Linked DNA regions of Gasterosteus aculeatus: region 2 is linked to region 1. A link is a contact called in public Hi-C data. All regions are on one chromosome and are shown on one strand. The core of a region is the stretch at or near the end of the contact, and the rest is flanking DNA. Distances in the headings are between cores, read along the strand shown. Region 1 overlaps LOC120820733 (E3 ubiquitin-protein ligase NEURL1). Region 2 has its middle 15 kb from the start of LOC120820733.

The links. A called contact is a pair of places that touch in the nucleus more often than the background predicts.
Region 2: a contact with region 1 is called in a Hi-C map of skeletal muscle, with 2.2 times the contacts expected there. The contact joins two enhancer-like sites. A contact is called at or near these places in 3 of 6 Hi-C or Micro-C datasets (skeletal muscle and whole body).

The regions. Positions count from the first base shown.
Region 1 is chr6:13,824,306-13,828,147 of fGasAcu3.hap1.1, forward strand. It overlaps LOC120820733 (E3 ubiquitin-protein ligase NEURL1), which reads right to left. Exons shown (of 6, transcript XM_040178846.2): 6 at 2,770-3,842. Among protein-coding and RNA genes, the nearest start is that of LOC120820733, 27 kb to the right of the region's middle. Within about 2 kb of position 2,021, at least 2 of the 9 cell types and tissues checked have open chromatin away from gene starts, as enhancers often do.
Region 2 is chr6:13,866,187-13,870,066 of fGasAcu3.hap1.1, forward strand. No RefSeq gene overlaps it. Among protein-coding and RNA genes, the nearest start is that of LOC120820733, 15 kb to the left of the region's middle. Within about 2 kb of position 1,870, at least 1 of the 9 cell types and tissues checked has open chromatin away from gene starts, as enhancers often do.

The DNA of each region.
Region 1 (3,842 bases), core at 771-3,270:
TCCCCCCCCCCCCCTTACAGCAAATGATTGATTGTTTGCTGAACAAGCGCAGCTATAGAACAAATTTGCGTGCACGTTTGTTACATGAGAAGAGTAGACATTATCAGAAAAAAGTGTGCGTGTCTCTGTTTTCGCCACCATGAAACAAAAATATATAAATGTTCTCACTCTTGGTTTGGGATATTTTCTTTAGTAATTTACAGAGGAGATCTGAAGGCCTGTGCCGTAGCATACCAGCTAAAGTATTTAATTTGACATGGATCCCAGATGGGGTATTTTAAGTCGTCATGTGAGTAATCGTCTATTGTGGCTTAGAACAAAAGAGAACATTAAAACATCACCGGCCATAATTGCTGGTTATGTTAACTTTCTCAGTTTTGCTGCATTGGAACAAGGAGAAGATCTTAAATTCTAATGTGTCGACATCCAGAATAAACTCTCATCTCTGCACATTTTAACACCGATGAATCGTTTGACCAGCTGGATGCTGTTATGCAATTAGATTAGATCACACTTGGTTGCCTGACATATCTTCCACCCCCCCCCCCTTAACACAGAGCCGCGTAGTGTTGCAATTCACTTTGATTGGCCTCATCTAGCCGCCCCTGCTTCAGGAGAACCTGCACACGTGACCTTGTTATGGATGGCTTTCATTCTGTGCCCACTGGGCTGCTTAATTTATCCTACAAAGCAAAAGTTTTTCAGCGCAGAGTTGAAGTCCATAATATTGTCACCTTCAGTTTTTCCACTGTCAGACACTGCTCATTTTTGATCTATTAGCTTTGGTGCCTGAAATATAATAAGATTTATGGCCTACAGGATTTTAATGTGAAAAATGTCCACCCTGCAGGCTGTTTCCTCCGTTACGAGCTCGTACTACTCACTGGCTTAGAACTAAGCGATGGATACCTGGTCATCATCTTTATACCGTGTTGGTCTGCTGGCTGTGTGTCCGTATTGTCTTGTAGCTCAAGTGTAGAACTTGTGCTTATTACAAAATGATAAGTCACAGCAGTTAGAAATAACAAAAAGGTAAAAGCAAAATGTTTATAATTCAAAATTTGGAGGTGATGCGTCACAAGTTGTTTAAAACTAGGAATGAATGTATCGAATAAGCAAGGTTCTTGACATTAGAAATAGTAGTTACAAATAGCATAGACAATATAAGAAGGGTGTTATAGCTCTGGGGAAAAAGTGCAATAAGGAGATTTTGAGTCAAAATGATTTTGACAAATTGATCAATTTTAATTGGTAAAAAGTTTGAATGTTTGACTACAAAGGGAGGGTTTGACATTAACTGGGTCCTGTTGGTTTGTGGCCATCAAATGTCCCCGGTCGTTTGCCATGTTACTTCATGTCTCTTGAGAATGAGACTGTGTCTCGTATAAATGACAGTTAACATGTCCTATCTGAATGTGACGCATGCACGCAAGCAATGGTAATAAAATCAAGTTGCTTGCACCACTATTTAAATGTATTGCAAAAACATCGGCTCTATTCCAATCCTTTGGCCTAAAGGTGTTGGTACATTTTTGTTTTTCACAAAACTTTTAAAATGAATCATGTGGACTCTTCTCTAAAAAACAGTGAGTATCACTATGAACATTTCTCCAGCCCATCGTCATTGTTAAATAATCGCTTGTGGTTCTGACTTGCGGGTTTCTCTGTGAGGTGCTGGTGCTGCTTCTGGCCTCTGGAGGGCAGCAGCACTCAGCCTCTCATTACAGATTGAGCAATGCATCACAGTAAGCTTAACTCTGTGTTAATTAACCCTAATTAGATGATGTCGACTTGAGATCAATTTTGCACCATGAAGTTGTATTTTTGACTATAATTGCGCTTCTCCTCACAGTCTGTCCCTTGATACCGCAGAAAACTCAGAGGAAAAGATTTTACACCGAAAATCAATGCCCTCGCGCCTTTTCGGAATACAAATTTGATACCTTAATAGAGCGCGCGCGTGCGCGGGTTTGACCAAACAGCTGTCGAGGAGAGATACCCCAACGCAGCTCAAACAAGTCTGCCAAGCCCTTAAGCCTTCAGAAGGCCGGCAGCCAGGTTCACTGAGAGGTCTGAGTGGAAAGTCTCTGTACACAGACACCAGTAAGATGTACTGCATTCATGTCACTGTCACCGAACCCGGCACCTTTTGAGAACACTTGGCCATGAACGGCAGCCACCGCTGCCTGTTTCATGTCCAGACATCGTGGGTTGTATTTGTGCCTGTTGGAGTGCTGCATAAAACAGCGGCGCATTAGAGCCGAGCCGGCAGGCTCGTAAATAACCGATGATGTTCCCTCTGGCCAGGTCTACATACCACAACTCTAAACAGTTGCTCTGTGAGTTATAGCTGTTTACTAAAAGCCCATGGCTTTGTTATTCCTGTAGTATTTTGCGGGGTGTTCGTAAAGTACACTGATGTGGTGAGTGCTTGTGTTAAAGATGGCCGCCCTTTTATTCTCGAACTTTTGTCTACATTGAATTTTCATTAATGAGGCAATACATCAACCGTTTGTATAATGCAAGCTATGGGAAACGCGATGGCACCTATGCTCTCTGTCTTTATCGTTTGTGCCAGATTGACTTGTTTCCTGCTTTGCAAAAAACCTTATGAGGAATATCTGTGAAATGTAAATGGTCAATTTTAACTTTCTATTGCAAATTGAGTAAAATGCATGGACCGAAATAAGCGATAGGCTTTCTCTTGCGAGTAAACAACAGCTCGAAATATATAAAAATAATAAGGCAATAACAAAAAAAAAACAGGTGACTCTATATACTTTATTTATCAAACTCAACATAATTAAACCACTGTAAAAATGTTTAACAACTGACATGAATTTCAAGCCAAGAAACCCAAAGTTATAAGCTGATTTTCTTTTTCCAAAATGCACAATGCCCAGTTGCTGGTATCGTTACTGCTTGGACAGAACACATTTGGTCACATTTGGAATAACAGCCTGTCAAAATTATGATCATATATACAAACCACGCATGTCTGCTTCACTACAACACAAATTCAAGATATGATTGAAATATGCACAAGTAGTCTAAGTAGCCTTAATATTTTTCAACAACAAATTGGTAACCAATGCCATGGTTTATTCCTTTTAACAGCATTCTTTAGTATCCTATATGTTGTTTGACAAAATGTCTGACATCTTGTAAAATATGCTTATTCGATTTCTGGCAAAGAATTTGTTAACGTGATTGATACAACTTTAAAATCCAGTTAGATTATCAAAAAGACTGAAAATGGTTAACCTGCCGCTGCCCAGAGTAAGTGTGCAGAGGTACACCCCAGTATATAAATTCAACGATCTAATATCGTCAATGCCAAGTGAAAACGTTAATAAAATCATCCTCTGCCTTCTAGAGGCACATTTGTGTCAAGCAAGTCATAATGGTTAAATCATATTTTAGTTGCTTTTTTTGAGTCAATATAAAGATCACTGTTGGTGTTAAATGGCGGTATGATGTAGTCTCGTATCGATTGCAAGCCCCTAAATTCAATCAAATCAAAATTGCATTGCATGATTGTACAAAGAAATCAATTTAATGAAATTCTGAGATGATTTACAACCCTAATTCCAAAATGACCAAATATGCCTACAAGCACATCTAACGTGCACTAAATCGCATGGTAAAGCTTGCTTGTGTAGAACAGTAATTCTGGAGGTTATTGTCTGTGAGCTTGTGGGAAGATATTTTACTGTTTGATGAAATCTGGCTATTTCAAGCCAGCTAATCCATCTTTTAATGAACGTTATACAAGATCGGGAGCTTTTTGATTTCATCTCCACAAGGAGACAGTAGGGCAAACCTTTTACCGGAGGAGAAAC
Region 2 (3,880 bases), core at 620-3,119, 42 kb after region 1:
TTCAATGTCAGGTTACATCTTGGTTGTTTTCCCTCATACCTCCCTCTCCTGCACATTTCTGCCCTCAGTCTCCGCTGGTCTTACTCTGCAGTTGCATACATTTGCTTTTCTGATCAACCAATACATCCAGAATCACAGGAAGCTTCTTTCAAACCACTAGGGGGCACTATGAAACAACACAGCCATTAAAAAATTAACAACAGAGGATGTTTATTTCTCCAGCAGTAGCTGTTTGTTGCTGTGTTACGGAAAATGATATTCCAAACAAACTGGTCTGTTTGGTACATTTCTCCCCCGCCACTCCTCTGATTTGCCCTCACGCCAATTTTTTCCTCCAATCTTTTTTCTGTGTCTGTCTTTATTTCTTTTTTCTAAACCAACCGGTAGTTATGTTGTCTGGAATATGCTAATCTTCTATGCACCGGCAACTCCCTGGGTGAAGATCACTTATTAAAAGCATAGTTGGGAGGGTTTATGCAAATTGAGTCAAATCAAAGCAAGCTTTCCCTTGGTTGGTTACCTCTTTGCATACATTGTGAATTTGAGACCAATATTTTATTTCTGATATTCCTTTTTCACGGAGCCTGTGCCACTTTCCCCATCACCTCCGAGCCATCTTCGTTGTGTATTTAATGTTGAATTCATGTTGCTCTGCTTCCTTTCTCTCTCTCTTTTTTTTTTTTGTCGGCAGGGTGCTGCAGAAAAACAGTTTTCTTCTCTGCAAAAGGAGAAGTTTCATTTCCCGTTGAGTGGATTGACAGATTTGTTAGAAGGAAAAGATGGATAATATCCGCTGTGGCCAAAGGCTGTGGTGAAGTAGTCTGACACAGACACTGATTAAGCCTCTTGAGATCTGAAGGGATTGTGGGTCTTAGTTGTGAGAGAAAAAGAGAAACAAAAAGAGATGAGTGAGCAGGCTAAAGAACCAGATAGTAAATTGGATTGGATGAGATGAGAGGCTCCTGTGGGTGTTTTTGGCTTTTGCGCAACGTGTTTAGGTCGGAACAACCATCCGTGGTGCTTCCTTAACTCCAGACTATTAGTGGCGGTGAGGAAGGGACAAGCAGAACTCCCGCCAACAACGGGGGAACGGAATTGGGGATAATGTGCTGCATTGTTTTCGGGCAGAGTTGGCTTCTGATTCCCTGGTCATTATGCAGGAGAAAGAGCTCGGTTTGACCGTTACGTACTTATTGTAATGAAGGACATGATTAGACTCCTTGACATGCATATGGGTTTATGTTTATACCACAGTAATGCACACACATTTGACTTCCAAAATCACCCCTGCCCTTTAGTGCACCTTCTGCTGTGCAAAGGTGAGTCTTCAATGTTCCATATTTATATTTTGACGGAAAATTAAGTAAAAAGAGCAAAGGTCAATGTGTGCCCTCCGGGTAAATATGCAACCTCTGCAGTCTTGCATTGGGTGCTAAATATCACAAGGTGTTCCTATTACTGGTGTAGATTGTAGCCAAACTGGTAATTTTCTATTTAAAGTATAAGGACATCAGTCATTACTCAACCGTTAACTGCAGCCAAGCAGCAAGATGGATTAAATATATATTGAGTGTTTGTTCAGCTTTCAGCGGCAGGAAGGCACATTTAGCCATGCTTTACAAAGGGATTTTTGCACAGACAAGTACGAGTTCACATTTTGCCATCGTTGTCTTGGCTACATGAAAATATTCTCTGACGAAGACAACTCTTGAAAGCTGTCATGGCTCAGTAACAACTGTATTACTGTAAAGCCATCACGTCCTTCCAACTTTTTATTTCACTGTATTTTTGAACAGGCATGTAATACTACCTCGAACTACATCATACTGTATTATCTACATGCATACAAACTAAAGTAAATAAATATTTGCACTTAACTATATTATACTATATGTTAAGTTACTAGCATCATTGCAAACAAGAGATAGTGTGTATTATATCTTCACGTGAGGCTTTTGTCGAGACACATTCCTTCATAGTTGCATTCCTCTGTGTCTTTGTAGGTCAATTTAGTAAAGTTTGGCCTATAAAGGGATCACTTGAGCACATTTCAGCATTTAACCCGAGCATAAACCCCATCAGGCGGCAGCGGCAGCTGTGGATGATTCCGTAATCCAAGCAGACACTGGGAGACGGATTCAAAAAGACAGAGAGGCTTCCAACAGCAGCCTCCCTACTCCTACTGCACACCAGCGGGGATCAAATTTGACGGTTTTGCCGATTGCAAAGTCTAATTGCAATGTTAATCAATTACAGAGACTCTAAAGCCCATTTTTTATGCCTACCATTTGTGGTTGGCTTGCTCAGTTCCTGCTATTTTAATTCACTGGACCACATGAGGTTTGCCCCCCCCCCCCCCCCCATTATAGAAGATGAAATTATCCCACTTTACCCTAAGATTTGCATGTTGACTTAAAAACAATGATGACTTGAAATAGCAGAGTGTAGAAGCGCAGGGATTAACAGAGTCTGTAAACTTTCACTTCCCTGGCTACACACCTTGTGTCCGTTTTAGTCACACCACCAAACGCTCATCCGTTTACACCGTCATCCCCTCACCTTTAACCCCACGTACGCCCCGTTCCCGTGGTAACCCTAATTCCTTTAAAGGGAACCTGCCCCACTTATCACAGGAAGTTCTGGTCAATTATGTCCCTGAGAGTCATCTACATCGTATCTACACAACACCAGCATGTAGCATGTTGTGTGTTTGCTGGATTCCTGTTGATATAGTTACACAGATTCAACACCGCATTAATGGTGAACGCAGTTCAATAATGTCAGTCCGGGTGAAAGCAGCCCCCCCGTAAAAACCATCAGAGGGCAATCGATGTGCTTTCATCCCCAGGACGGAAATTGCACTCATATGGCTCAGGCTCTATGAAGGTCCCCCATCCAAAGCCAAATCATTAACATCAAACTTGCAGGAAAGATATCAAAATGTCACTCTGCCCTGCAATCTGTTGGCAGATGAGTTTTCCCTCTATTTCTTATACTATTTCGGGCTTCTCATATCAACTCCTGGCATAGTCTACAGAAGAACAATTTCCCCCGGCCCAACAATACCATATTGAGTATGGAGAGTTGTGCATGTTAGTATTGTTGACAATGTATGTATAAATATATACGGACATACGTACCTAAATAAATACATGCAGTACATACATACTTTATATGATTCATTTATTCCCTCAAGACGTCATTACCTGGGGACATTGTTAATTCATGTTATATTGGCGGTTCATCCAGAAGACAAAACTAGTGGAGTCAATGCAAACAGTTTGGGTTTTATTTAACTATTTATGAAATATTTGCCACCAGCCTAACTGTGATGAACAGATTTGATTTTATCAGAGTAAAAACAACCAGTCATTAGATTGCATTTAGTCAATGTAATTCTGGGGACACAAGAAAGGGGAAATATTTATTAGTGGTGCTTTACACACTGCTCTGTGTGTGTAAAGGAGACCCCTATTAGCTGTTACACCGCCGAAACGTACGATGGGTAAAACTTTTGCATTGCTCACTATAGTACAAGAACAAAAGAAGAAAAAGAAGACCAGAAATATTTTATTGTAGCAAAAATTAAGTCAAGCACGCAATACAACTTTTATGAATAACTCTGAAATAGCCTGGTCCAATTAGCAAACTATTCAATAATCAGGCATACATTTGAGAATGTGCAAGGGGATGAAACTATGTCATTGTAAGTCTATTGCTCGGGACCCAAATAGAAGTGCATTATGGAGTATGGATTTGTATTAATGAGCAGATCTCTAGAAAGGTGCAAGCACCAATTACGGAAGCCAAGCCAATGGCCCGTTCTCGGCTTGTTTTTGAGGAGACATTGCGCCAATTAATGGTGAACTCTGATCGTGTC